Linked DNA regions of Gossypium hirsutum: region 1 is linked to region 2. A link is a contact called in public Hi-C data. All regions are on one chromosome and are shown on one strand. Each heading gives the region's core, a stretch centred on a gene start, on an enhancer-like site or on the middle of the called end of the contact. The rest is flanking DNA. Distances are from core to core; before and after follow the strand shown.

The links. A called contact is a pair of places that touch in the nucleus more often than the background predicts.
Region 1: a Hi-C map of leaf shows a contact between it and region 2, with 3 times the contacts expected there. The contact joins the promoter of LOC107945985 here to the promoter of LOC107945920 in region 2. A contact is called at or near these places in 13 of 34 Hi-C or Micro-C datasets (callus, fibers, hypocotyl and 1 more).

The regions. Positions count from the first base shown.
Region 1 is chrD12:42,819,513-42,826,078 of Gossypium_hirsutum_v2.1, forward strand. It overlaps LOC107945985 (probable polygalacturonase), which reads right to left and starts at 5,233. Exons shown (of 8, transcript XM_041106795.1): 1 at 4,616-5,233; 2 at 3,824-4,141; 3 at 3,486-3,606; 4 at 3,235-3,409; 5 at 3,053-3,123; 6 at 2,313-2,972; 7 at 1,781-1,873; 8 at 1,339-1,508. The coding sequence starts at 4,633. The coding sequence ends at 1,800. LOC107945983 (protein S-acyltransferase 18) reads left to right here. Exons shown (of 9, transcript XM_016880159.2): 6 at 1-24; 7 at 133-213; 8 at 786-950; 9 at 1,034-2,024. The coding sequence ends at 1,549.
Region 2 is chrD12:42,563,997-42,571,542 of Gossypium_hirsutum_v2.1, forward strand. LOC107945920 (pectin acetylesterase 3) reads left to right here and starts at 2,863. Exons shown (of 12, transcript XM_016880083.2): 1 at 2,863-3,461; 2 at 3,542-3,624; 3 at 3,710-3,839; 4 at 3,916-3,989; 5 at 4,155-4,241; 6 at 4,329-4,453; 7 at 4,532-4,592; 8 at 4,737-4,790; 9 at 4,895-4,972; 10 at 5,226-5,331; 11 at 5,420-5,565; 12 at 5,734-5,980. The coding sequence starts at 3,281. The coding sequence ends at 5,841. LOC107945921 reads right to left here. Exons shown (of 2, transcript XM_016880085.2): 2 at 7,269-7,508. The coding sequence ends at 7,423.

The sequences.
Region 1 (6,566 bases), core at 3,983-6,482, 260 kb after region 2:
AGAGAAGTTCTTGCCACTATAACAGTAAATATTATTATCTCTTTTCCACATTGGAAAATCTCTCTTATTGGAGTTCATTTTGAATGCAAAAAATCTGGTTTGGGTTTGTCTCAATTCTTGGAAATGTCACAGGTTTTGTTGGCTTTGTTTACTGTTTATGGATCAGCTGCAATGGGACAACTTTTCTTCTTTCATGTAGTTCTGATAAGAAAGGTAAGTAAAATAAGGAAGGGGTAAGGGTTATCCAGGGATCAAACTCGAGACTGGTGTCAATTGAAGACTTGATATCAAGTCTTTTTTGTTAGTTCACCTGTGTTCAATCGATGCTTCCTTCTTTGATTAGTTTCTAACACATAATGTAGTAGACCAAAATAAGATTCCCCATCACATTCTTCCTTCAACATCTCCATTGTAAGCTTTGCACATGAAATGAGGTAATTTCCATGTGGTCAGTTTGCAGTAAAAGATAGAGTTCTGGTGGGAGATAATCATTATATGATCACTCCATTGAAAGATCTTTGCATCATATGGCTATTTCAACACTTGCAATATGAAGCTGTGAAATTGAGGAAATTTTGTGTCTATTTCATGGTGTACCACATTGGTAATTATAACAAGTATGAGCATGTCACAGTACATCACCATGCCCTATGATCTCAAATCCCCGTTCTTTTAGCCTGTGCTAGGAAATTTGACCATTTGGTTCCTTGTTAATTCATGCTCTCAACTGTGGCATATTTTGCTGTATCATTGCCCTCAATTGAATGTGCTGATTCTTGTTACAGGGAATGAGAACATATGATTATATATTGGCAATGAAAGAAGAGAACCAATTTACAGTGGACCCTTTTGACGACTCCGATGTCTCGTCAGACGACAGCTCTGATTTTGATTCACCCGAAAAATCAACATTCTTGTCGAGGTTCATATGCAAAGGACTGAGAACTCAGGTATATACAAGACATCCAAAACTTGATTTTATCCAAAGAATTTCAGCAGTGTCATCATCTTACAGGTGTGAGTTCAATTTCAGGATCCCCCCAGATTGTCCATAAGAATTGATGAAGATCCTAAAGCTTCCACCTCAACCAGCAAGAAGCAAGGGTTCCATGTAAGCATTGATCCATGGAAACTGATAAATCTTAGTAGGGACAAAGCTCTTCTAGCTGCAGATAAGGCTAGACAAAGGCTTATGATACAAAAGCCAGCAGTGGAGATTGATGCATTGAAGCCACTACCACTAGAAACAAAACATGGCCCATTAATGAACCCTGAAAGAAATATGGCCAATTCAGGAACAGCTGCAACACCTCTAGTTTCTAAAGGCAGAATTCCAGGTTCACCAGGAAGACTTACAAGCCCGAGGCGTCGATTTTCAGGCTCTCCAACTATGTTTTCTGCTATGCCATCACCGTCACCAAAACAAAAGTACAGAAGCAATTTCGATTTGAAGTTAACCGAGGTTTCCAGGGAGCTTGAAACATACATTTCAAGGCAAGTTTTATGTTCTGTCATAAAGAAAGATGAAAGTGAAGCATCACCAAGATGAAAAAAAACAAAGATTCATTTGGTTGTTTGTGTGAATTCTTGATGAAACATCTGATTTAATTTTTTTCGTTTTTGAACTCATTTCGAACAATGTGATACTCATTTTAGATCGATGAATACAAATACAGTTGAACAACTTAGGACCAAACTAAGCACATGCATTGATACAAAGAATCTTGTACTGTTTTACAAAAACAAAGAAATGAGGCTATCAAGTCATTATTGTGGGTACCTTAACTTGGGAACTTCCTTCACATATACTTCCAAAGCATGAAAAGTGGCCTTGCCCTTTCATACAAAGGGGTACAACTTTCCAGGAAACAGGCTGTATAGTCCCACAATCAGAATAAAGGCAACACAAGCAATAAATTTACACATTTTTATTTAAATATTTCTATGATTCTGTTTTCATTGAACTTTTTGAATAACAAAATTTTAACATGTTGAGATTTCAGACTATACCACAAGCCAAAGGACAAAAAAAAGAAGAGGAAAAAAGGTCACCCAATTATTTACTACTACACACAAAAGTTTACAATAAACAATCTCTCAACACTATCTCACAAGCTAAACCACCACAAAATCAGCTACTCCAATCAACTTCTTATGTCGGGAAACGTTTCCTTGGCAAGGTGACGGGCTGTTTTGTTTTGAGAAATGGTAAGAATCAAAATTGGAAGTAAAGAATTCAAAATTCATGAAAGAGGGTTGCTATACGTCCACTATTTACGATGAAAACAGCCAAGAACCTTTGTTTTGATTACCTGAACTCCGCAGATGGTTCGGTAGTAGGTAACAATCTGAATAATGCTTGGGGTAGATACTTTCCTTCAGAGGTTCGCAAATTTCTGGGGAAACCAATGAGGAGTATCCCTGAATGTTCGAGCAGTTCCATGGAGACTTGGTGGTTACATCGAGAGTAATATTCAATAAGCAAATATGACGAAAACTGTCCCCTTCTATACCTTTGAGGAGGCCTGCAACTTTTATGTTATCTCCTATGACATCTTTAAAAGTAATCCTTTCTATCACAGGGAGCGAATTTGGATCGTAAAACTCATCTGGATGCTGAGAAAAATTACTATTGAAGAATATCGCTGTGTCTACACCAACCAAAGTAACATTTGATATATAGATGTTTCTCACGTAACCACCCCTTCCACGAGCTGTTTTTAATATAATACCGGTGCTTGAATTGAAAAAATAGATATTTTCTGCATAAACTTCGGAAACACCTCCGGACATCTCACTTCCAATTGCAATTCCAGAGCCGTTTTGGTTGTGTCCAGTAAGCCGGCGGATGATAATATTTCTGCTGGGACGAGCAAATGAAATGCCATACTCATCCCACCCACTTTTGATGGAAATTAGATCATCACCGGTGCTAATGTAACAGTCTTCAATGCAAACATCATCGGAAGAATCTAGATGCATTTGATCGTATCAGTAAGAAAAAGAGTTAAAGGTTAACTTGGCAAACTGGGAAAAGTTAAAAAGAATTCACCTGGATCGATCCCGTCCGTGTTTGGTGAATCCAGAGGAGCCAGGATTGTGACATCCTGGACTATGACATGGCTGTAAATCGAGAAAATAAAGTCGACTTACTCTTGATAGTTCTGTTCTAAAACTGGTGTCGTAGACAATTTGCTTACAACATTCAAAGAAGAGCATGGGAAGACCACTAACCTGCAGTAAACCGGGTGAATGGTCCAAAATGGAGAATTCAAGAAAGTCAAGTTCGAGATTACAACACCAGTTGAGTTCATTAATTCAACCAGATGGGGCCGAGTATAGTTCAGAGTTTTACTTCTAAACCAGTTCCACCAAACAGAACCTTGGCCATCAATAGTGCCATTATCACCTGCATGAAGAACCTGTGGCATCAATAGAAGAAATAAAAGGCTTATGGAAGATGATTTCTCATCAATGTTCCTAACCTGTTATGATTACATCAGTCAAATTGCGACCATATATTAAGCTTCGGTGCCTTCCACCAGGTAACTCCCTACCTCGGCCATAGGATGGCAGAGGGTCAACGACTGGCCAATCATCCGAATTCTGAAACAACAGGAGCTATGCTGTTATATGATAAGTGATAAGAACAAAACACCAGTGGTAGCTTATGATGACGGATAGAAATACCTACAGCAAGATATCAAATAGACTAGCAGTCGAGAATTGATGATCATGAATCATGTTTGAAAGCATATAACCGTTCATTACATATAGCATGTCCTACAGGTAAATGTTCTTTTGAAGTAAGTTACGGACTTACCATTGATCCAAGAATTATTGCATCCTTATCTAACCACAAAGTTAGGTGACTGATGAGATCGAAGCTTCCTGTTAACCACCGGCCAGCCGGGACAAAAAGCTTGGCCCCACCTTTATCAGCAAATGAATTGAGGTAGAAGATAGCATTCTGAAAGGCTTTTGTATTGAGAGTAACACCATCTCCAACTGCACCGAATTCAGTAATGGTGACACTGTGAGGTCGAATCTCCCCCATACCGGTCTGTTTGCAAAGCGAGTTGCCCTTGACAGCCCATGTAATATGACTGAAAAATGCAAGTACGAGAAGCAGATACACCAGCTGAAAACAAATGCATACAAAATTAACCATGAATGCTATAGCTTGATAGGTAGATAGGGGAAATTTACTGATTTAAGTAATTTAGACAAGTATGAACACTTAATAAACATAGAGTTGAAAATATAACACAAAAAGAGAGCTAGATTAACAGCAATGTGAATCAAAAGATGCCTGAAAATAGGTGGATGAGAAGAAACATGCAAAAGCAATGAAGGAATAACTTTATCAACCAAGTCATGGATAATAAATGAGCAGATTTCATGCCATAAAACTAGCAGATTAACACAAAAAGAGATAAAAATTGAATTACATTCAGAAAAAAAGCTAAAAAGAAGAACCATTTGCTCATTTAGATCCCAAAATGAGCCAAAACTATCATTCCTCAAAACACATTTTGAACATTTTGTTCAGATCTAGTTCAAAGTCCAAGAACATAAGATATTCAGAAGGAAAAGCAAGGATCAAAGAACTCACACTAAAAAAGCTCTTCATATGAATGAGATCTGCAAAAGACAGCTCAGTGAATCCACAAAAACCAGTCTTTTTAACTAAAAAGATCTCCCCTTTTTTATTTGATCAAAACAAAAAACAAAGGGAAAGGGAATAACCAAGGAAGCGTTTGTCTTTCTTTTAACTTTTTTTTCATATGAACAAGAATAAGATCCCGTTAGCTAGCTAGTGTGATAAGGCAAAGTGTGAGAAAAATGGGTGATTAGATAGGTCATTGAGAGAACCACTACCACCACTCAAAGAGAAAAAAGAATGATTGAAAGTGACTGTTGCTGCTCGCCAAAAATTAAGCAGTAGGGTCCCTCTTTATGTGTTCATTTGCTCCATTAACACTCCCTCTCTGTTCTTCTTGCTCACTGATAATCACTTATAAGAAGAAATGAAGGATTACCCAGAAAAGTTGAAGCTTTGAACTAGCTGAAAACAAGTGCAAGCTCCATATGGAGTGGCTGCAAATGGGGTTTATAGATTCAGATAACAAAAGGGTAGAGCTTTTTTCTTTTTTTTTGTTACAGTGTGTTCCTGGCTTGTTTGTTTAATAGGATGAGTGTTTTTTATATAGTAAGAGACTTTCTCATGTGATAACTGTCTTACTGGTTTCAATTAAGTTCTTAAAATCAGTAAAAAATAATGAAATAAAAAGAAGAAAAAAATGAAATTTTTGACCCCGCCTCCATGATCGTCAATTCATTCAAAACGGGGTTTTATACAGTTATTTCCTTTATATATTTAACTAATGCATAATTATAAAACAAAACAACAAACAGACAAGGAATTACAACAAATGGGGAGGTAGGTCAATGTTCTTTAATGTTTTATTGCATTGTTTGGTATCTAATAATTACATTAAATTTTAATTAAATTTGAAGTCGAATAAAATTAAATCCAAAACAAAGGTTTTTTACCCTGATTTTCTTTACAAAATTTAAATTTTAAACTCGAAAATTTATTTAAGGGTGATCGAGTTTCTTTAAGTTGGTGAATGGTTTTTAACATATGGCTTTGATAGATTGACAGGAAATAGGCTTGAGCAGTTAAAAGAGGTAACCTAACAGTGCTGTGGGCTATGGCAGCCGAGCGGTTCAAACCAGTGGGCTTGGTGATAGTGAACTCAAACGCCACAGGCTCTGTAAGAGCAAGCGACCACCTTTGGTGGAATCATGGCTCAAGAGTCCGGGTTTGATTCAAAAATGATAAAAAAAAAAATTCGTATTCGACGGGTTCTAACCCGACCCAAGTTAATAAGATCGGATTTTTTTTAAAAATCGAGTTTAAGACGAATTAGGGCGGTTTTTTTTTATATAATAATCAAGTCAAATTTAAAGAAAATTCATCCAATTAGTCTCGAGATAATTACAAAATTACTTTATATATATGATATATTAATATTGTACCCTCATTTATTTTATTTTTGCTGCTCACCCCTGTATTCTTCTTCTTTCTTTTTTTTTCTGTGTGTGTGTTTTAACTCACTGTTTGAAAACTGTTTCATAAATGAAATATAAAGACAAAATTTAATGAGGAAAATAATAATAATGATATTATTATATTTCATGCACACCAGTATTATATTAGATAAAAAAATTTATTATCGTTAAATATAAATAATATATCATCCCTAATTTGGTACTTAAACCCCTTTAAAGAAACCTAAAACAAATTCTATTTTCATTGGCCAGAACAACACTTTCAAGCATTATGATTATTAGATTAATTTTTCTTTTTAATAGTATTATAAATAATTTTAAAAAAAAGTAGGTGATCAATTTCATCTCATGGCCACGAAGGGGTAATTGTAATTTAATGGAATAAGAAAAAATGTCGTTAAAGAAGGGGACATGAATGAGAGAACTCTTCATCACTGTCATAACTAATACCTACTGTTTTTTTTTCATTGTGAAGTAGTGTAATCTTA
Region 2 (7,546 bases), core at 1,613-4,112:
TAGCTTATTTGGGCTTCCAATTTCGCATCTCAAGCTGCCCATAATTCAGACCCTTTTGACATTTGGGGCTTTGAATACATGATTCACATCCAGGTTTTTTGAGCTCTGAATTTAGTAATTATTATTACATTAGAATTTATTTATTTTTATTCAATTCCTTTTGTCTAAGTTAATCCATGATTTAGCAATTATTCCCACATTGAGACTTGAACTTCTTTTTTTCCAAATTAATCCCTAATATTTTTCTTGAAAGCCTTAAAGTTTAAGTCTCATTGTGGAACAATTGTCAAGTTCACGGGCTAACTCAGATAAAAAAAGTTCGAGCCCCAGTGTTCAAATAGCTGCTTAGTTCAGACCACAAGGTGAGAACAATCATCAAGTGCAAGAAGTAACTTGAACCAGGAAAAAGTTGAAGCCACAACGTGAGAATTATTAGTGATTTAACCCTTCTTGGAATCACAATAACGAACTAAAAATTAAAATATATCTGAACCTAAACTTAAACTATTTAGGCATGTGAACAGAAAACCCATATAATATTTAAACTTGATAAGATTCCTCAAAGTCCCAACGTCTCGGGTTCTTAAAGCTTCCTTTAGGTAAGTCTCATGGGCCAAGTTTGACTCTCAAACAAAGAAAAAAGAAAGAATGAAGCAAGGCATGGGCTAGTGGGCTCTGCGGACGGATATTTTGAAGACTAAACCGGTAAATACAATGTGCGTTAACCACAACAATTAGCATATTTTGTAATTATCTTTATAGTATTATATTACAATACATGTGGAATATGTCGGGGCCTAATAAATATTCATATATGGTCCCTAAGACTAAAAAGACCCATTTTGGACCAACTAATATTCATCTTTAAATTTCAAAACTTTTTTAATTTGACCATCAAAGTATCAACATTGCATCGATTGATCCCTTTCGTTAGCTTGGGTATTAAAACACATGTATCAAATTTGAAGGTATAATGATAAATTTAGCCCTTAACGTTTATATCTTTTGTAAATTTAACTCTTATTATTTTTTGAGCTAAGTTCAGCCTCCAACTTTTTTTAAAAAAAGTCAAAGTTGACTATCGACCTTTTAAAGAGAGTCAAATTATTACTTTTTTTAACGAAAATATTGACTAAAATATTAAAATTTTAATGAAAATACAGACTAAACAAGTTTATATTCTGAAATTTATGACATTTAAAATATAAACCATAATTTGGGGACATTCGATACAATTAACCTATTTTTTATTGGTTAAAGTATGTTGTTAGTCTTTATAAAAAGTTCAAAATTAAATCCTTTTTTTATTTAAAATTCTTAGTATGGTCATTAAAATTGTAAGTATTTTCTGTCAATATTTGTCAACTTGAAACTTGATTAGGCAGTCCTCATATGATGTATCATATGATTAACAGAAAATAAACATGATAAGTTGATAAATTTTGATAGAAACTGCTAACAACAACAATGATTAGACTTGGATTTTTAAATTGAAAAAGTAGAAGGATGGAATAACTTTTGTAGTACAAGGACTAAATCTGAAATTCTGTAAAGGTACAAGGATTGACAGCGTATTTTAACCTTTTAAAATTTACTACTTCGAGTCTTTCTTTGCCTGCAATCCCAAAATATTCCGTTTATCTCTCTTCCTTCCTATTCAAACCCCAAAAAGATTTGCGTGGACATGAAAATTAAAGTTGTAAAAGTTGGGCTAAATTTTACTATTAGTCCTTGTATTATGCATAAGTTATAGATTTAGTCCCTATATTTTAATTTGATTATTTTTAGTCCTAATACTTTTTGAAATTTAAATTTTCAGTCCTGATTAAGTGGTAGTCGTTAAATTCATTAAGTTGTGTTATACGATTTCTAAAATCTAATGTGACAAACATAGTATTATATGTATAATACTATGTTAGCTTGCTATTTTTAGATAATACTAATAAAAAAAGGCCAGTTAATTGATTTGTGACTGTCATCTAAGTTAGGATTGAAATTTCAAAATTAAAAAGAGTATAGGGACTAAAAATGATCAAATTGAAAAACATGTAAATTAATGATTTACGCATAATACAAAACTAATTGCAGAATTTAACCTAATGAATTCAATTGCTACCATTTGGGTAAGGACTTAAATGATAACATTCGAAAAGTAACGAATTAAAATTTACTATATTAAAAAAAGTAAAATACACCCAAGGTCACTAAACTATTGGTAAGTATTTGCTTTGGTCACTCAACTTCAAAAAGTTACAAAATGGTCATTGAATTATTTGAAAATTTTGATTTAAGTCGCTGAACTATCCAAAAGTTTGTATTTAAGTCACTGGACCATTAAGTTTTTTTTTTTTTTAAGTTCGGCTAGCAAGCTCCAAGTGATGATTGATACTGTGGATCAATACCCATCAACGAGTAGAACATATCCTATATCCAAGTTGATTTGGTGATCAATGCCAGAGATAAAAAAAAGGTTGTTTGGATTTTGGTTCGTATATTCGTCATGTTTCGAGTTGTTTCATGAAAAAAAAACTGTGAGCTATAAAAGTGAAGTGGAAGAAGAGCTTTCGATTGGTGCAAGTGAATCGAACGAAAATGGCCATACAACAATGATTTTAACAGCCTAATGATTTAAATGAAAACTTTTGTATAGTTAAGTGATTATTTTGTAATTTTTGAAGTTAAGTGACCAAAACGTAAATTAACTAATAGTTTTAGTGACAATAGGTGTAGTTTACCCAAATTAAAAATATAAATATTAAACCTACAACTTATGCATAATACAAGGACTAATAACGGAATTTAACCTAAAAGTTGTTGCAACTCTTAAGTCTTAATCAACATCGGTTGAGTTTAATGGCAATATTTTTGTTCTTATTCACAGATTCGATCCAACTTGATTTTCAATTCAAGAAGAGACCAAACGTGTTCACCAATCAAAGAAAAAAAGTGGGGAGTGATTCAAGTAGGATCATTCAAGAAAACTGTGGTAGTTAGGGAAGATAATGATAAAGAAAGGCATGTTATGAGTACTATTGAGAACTGAGTGGGGGGCTGCTCCATGCCCAAAGAAAGGGATAATTATGGCCGTGACCAAACAAGTGGTGTAAACTATGGAAAGTTGCCTTCATTTCTGTTAAATTCCATAATTAGGAAAATCAAAATCATAGCCTAGATTTTCTTTACCCATTATTGCACTCACGGTGTTTTCATATATCTCTTGATAACCTTTTGAAACTAAGCTTTACCCAGAGTTGAAAAGACAATATAGAAACAAAAAAATATGATAATGAAGCTTGTTTTATTATGGGTTTTGGGTTTATGGAGTGTTTCTGGGATTGATTTGAGCCGATCTGAGAGTTTCCTTTCGTATTTAGATGAAGAAGTTACAATGTCCCCTGGTAGTACCACCACTCTTATAGTTCCTCTCACTCTCATTCAAGGAGCTGCTTCTAAAGGAGCTGGTAATTCCCTGAAAAAAGAAACATATCAGATTCTTGATTCCTGTTGGGTTTTTTTTTTTTTGATGTATTTTGTGTCACAGTTTGTTTGGATGGAACGCTTCCTGGTTATCATCTTCATCGTGGGTTCGGGTCAGGTGCAAACAGTTGGGTTATCCATTTAGAGGTTTGGGTTTTGAAAAGAAGATTTGATTGTTATTGGTTCGCTATTAACTATTTGTCATTTGATGATCTCTTTTGTGTGTTTTTAGGGAGGTGGATGGTGTAATACCATTCGAAGTTGTGTATTCCGCAAAACTACAAGGCGTGGTTCATCGAAATTTATGGAGAAGTCCATAAATTTCACTGGAATTTTGAGCAACAAAGCTGAAGAAAATCCTGGTTGGTAATAATTATATATATATATGCAGTAGCATTTCTTCATAAAAAGCTTAATGGGGTCTTTTGAATCTTTTAGATTTCTACAATTGGAATAGAGTTAGGGTACGTTACTGTGATGGGGCATCTTTTGCTGGTGAGGGCCAAAATGAGGTTAGCAAACAGCACTGTTTTACTATATTAATGGCTAAGTTTGATTTATAGTGAATTGTTTAATTTGATTATTGAAAACCCACTTCTAAATATGTAAATGGTGATTGATTTTTACTGTCAAACATTGGTGACATATTCATGGTATTCAATGATTTTACTTTTCAGGCTAACAAGCTTTATTTTAGAGGACAAAGGATCTGGTTAGCTGCCATGGAAGAATTAATGGCCAAAGGAATGCAAAATGCTAATCAGGTTTTGCATCTCTCGTGAGTTATTTTCGGTTTTCAGTTTTGGATGTCTAGTATGTTTTATATATGTATATATTTGTTGTTGTTTCAGGCAATTCTTTCTGGATGTTCAGCTGGGGGTCTAGCTTCTATTCTTCATTGCGATGAATTTAAGAATTTGTTTCCGGAAACTACCAAAGTGAAATGTCTAAGTGATGCTGGACTGTTCCTTGACGCGTAATGAACTAGCTACATTAGTTTCTCTTCGATTACTGAAATGTAGTCTTAAAATCATTGTTTTCGTTACTTATGCAGAACAAATGTTGCTGGTGGCCATACCTTAAGGGATATGTATGAAGGTGTGGTTACTTTGCAGGTACTACTTTTGCATCTTTTGTAGGGTATGCGTTGTTCAAAACTCGAGTAATGAGTCGAACGTAAGGTTTCGTGCAGTAGAATCTTTTATGAGTAATCAACTATCGTTCTCATGAAATCTATTTTCATTGCTATGGTATTTTAGGGTGTACAAAAGAATCTGCCAAGTACTTGTACCAGCCAAAAGGATCCAACTTCGGTAAAACATTTCTGCTTTCTTGATCAGCATTCATGTAGTAGATTACATTTAGAAAGTAAATCGAACTAATTAAGAAATCCCCTAACTCTATATTTCATTTGCAGTGTTTCTTCCCTCAAAACTTGGTTTCAAATGTCAAGACCCCTATGTTTCTTCTCAATGCAGCCTATGATGCTTGGCAGGTAATCACTCTTTTTGTTACTTTCTATTTCTTCTTTTCGCATTTTCATTTCTTTTGTTTTTACCAGATGAGAGTTCTTAGTGCTAAACTTTTTGTGTTAGGTCCTATTCCGCTTTGTTTTATCTATGACAGCGAGTTTTTGAACTGAAACAATGCTGTACTATATATAAACTCGAAGAGATTTGTCTCAAGACTTAGATGATCTCTTGAATGCTGAATAACTTTGCTTAAATCTCTGGTTTCTATTTTTTCAGGTTGACCAGAGTTTAATTCCATCACTGGCTGATCCGCATGGCTTGTGGCGTGCGTGCAAAACGGATCGTTCTCATTGCAACTCATCGCAGATTCAGTTTTTTCAAGGTCATTTTCGAGTTTTGTTTCCATTTATGTTATGTTTCAAGTTTTTCCTTCAACCTCTCTTTTTCTCTTCTTTCTAACATCGAAACAGACTTTAGGAACCAAATGCTCGATGCCGTAAAAATATTCTCTGAGTCCAATCAAAATGGTTTATTCATAAATTCTTGTTTTGCTCACTGCCAGTCAGAGAGAAAAGATACTTGGTACGAGAATGATTCTCCTCGTATTGGAAACAAGGTACATCCCATCTATATTCGAGCATAGAATCATTAATGCGGTGGGTTGAACATAAAACTCCATAGGACTACTTAATTTCAAACTTTATGATCAAAATACTTGCTAAGGCTCTCTGCATGCGAGGCTCTGATTTTATATCACTTTACTTTGATTCCGTTGTCCATGCAGGGAATTGCAGTGTCGGTCGGAGATTGGTTCTTTGACCGAACAGCCGTTAAAGCTATCGACTGTCCATACTCTTGCGACAAAACTTGTCACGATGTTATCCTCAAGTGAGTGGGAAATTTTCATTGACTCATTGTTGAGGCCTCTATGGCTTCCATAATTATTCTTTTCCGTAATTGAGAATTTGTGGAAACTGTAACATTCATATGATTTTATAATAAGCAATAAATGCCTCCATAGACCTTTGATATCTGAGCATGCCAATGAGCAAAAAATATATATAATGTGTTTTTTTGTGGCTCCAAATGAATCATTGGTTTTGAGTGGTAAAAGTACCATAGAGGCCTTTGTACTAGGAGTTGGATTACATTTTATTCCCTCACAAAAATGGGCAAATTTGTTCTTGTACATTAGAATAAAGAACAACTTGTTTCTATTGTTAAAAATTGATCTTTGTATGTCAGAATGAGGTACATATGGCACGTCGCATGTAAGTTTATGGTTATTTTGTCGATCACGTCAATTCTTAACTGTAGAAATAGATGAATTTTTTAACAAAGAGAATCAGCTTGTTCTTTAATCTAACATAAAATGGTTAATTTGCTCATTTTTTTTAGTTAAGGGGGTAAAATGCAATAGGTTTGTTAGTGTAGGGGTCTCTATGGTATTTTTATCCTTTTTGAGTTTGAACAATGGCCAATAAGTTTATAACTTTCAAGTCAACGTCCAGCTAGATATGTTGGATCTTTTGCCTTATAACGTCTCAAAATCATTCATACAAAGCACTTTGTTTTGGTGGCCACTGCATTTCTCTTTAAGCTATCCTGTGGTTGCCATTGTTGATGCCTTTGAATGGCTGTACTCAATCATGTTTATGCATTGATCATATTCTTGGCATATGCCATTGAAATTATGGTTCTTTCTTAACCTAATGATGAACATATGACCCAGGCCTTGTTTTATTGCTCTTGGAATATATAAACAAATCATCATTTTGGAACATTTGTGAATTGAGGGGGCAATTTGAATTTGTTTCGTTACAACATATTCAATCAAATTTCAAATACAAACTGAACTTTCAGGAAAGGTGACAATTATAAACCTTGAAAAAAAACCATTTTTTATGAATTGTAAAAACAAATACAAAAATAAAAAATAATCTCAAAACATTGAAAACATAAAACAGATCAGCAAAGAATACATGAAACTGGGAAAATTACTGCTTTCACAAAGTGCAATTTAAGCCCATCCTGTTATATTTACAAGCCCTAAACCCTATACACAAAGTAATAAAAAAATGGGTACATGCATCTCTCTAATGCCAAACCCAAAATATAATTCAACAAATTAATTAGGGTGCTTAAGATCAAATAACAAATTTATTTTTTAATTAAAAATTTTATCCACTTTTACGGTTTAAAACTATGAGATATATGTAGCATTCCACGTGTCACTAATTAATTATTTTGTCAATTAAATCAATTTTTAATAATATAAATGGATAAAATTAAAAAATAAAACATCAATTTAATCTTTGATTTAACCAGCAAAAATTAATTTATCCCATTTTAAAGTAAAATCAACAAAATACTAGCTCGATACAAATGTTTCAAAACAAACCTGCCAAGAACCATACCACATACATTCCACCAAAAAAGCACAAAACTTGGAACCAAAATTTGTAGTGAAGTGTCAGCTACAATGCCTGGAAGTGGATGCAAGAGCCACTGCTTGTGCCCAAACTTTCAACCGAGCCTTGACATCTCTAGGATCATCACCTGCAAAACCAAACCCATATCCCATCAAATAAACTCAA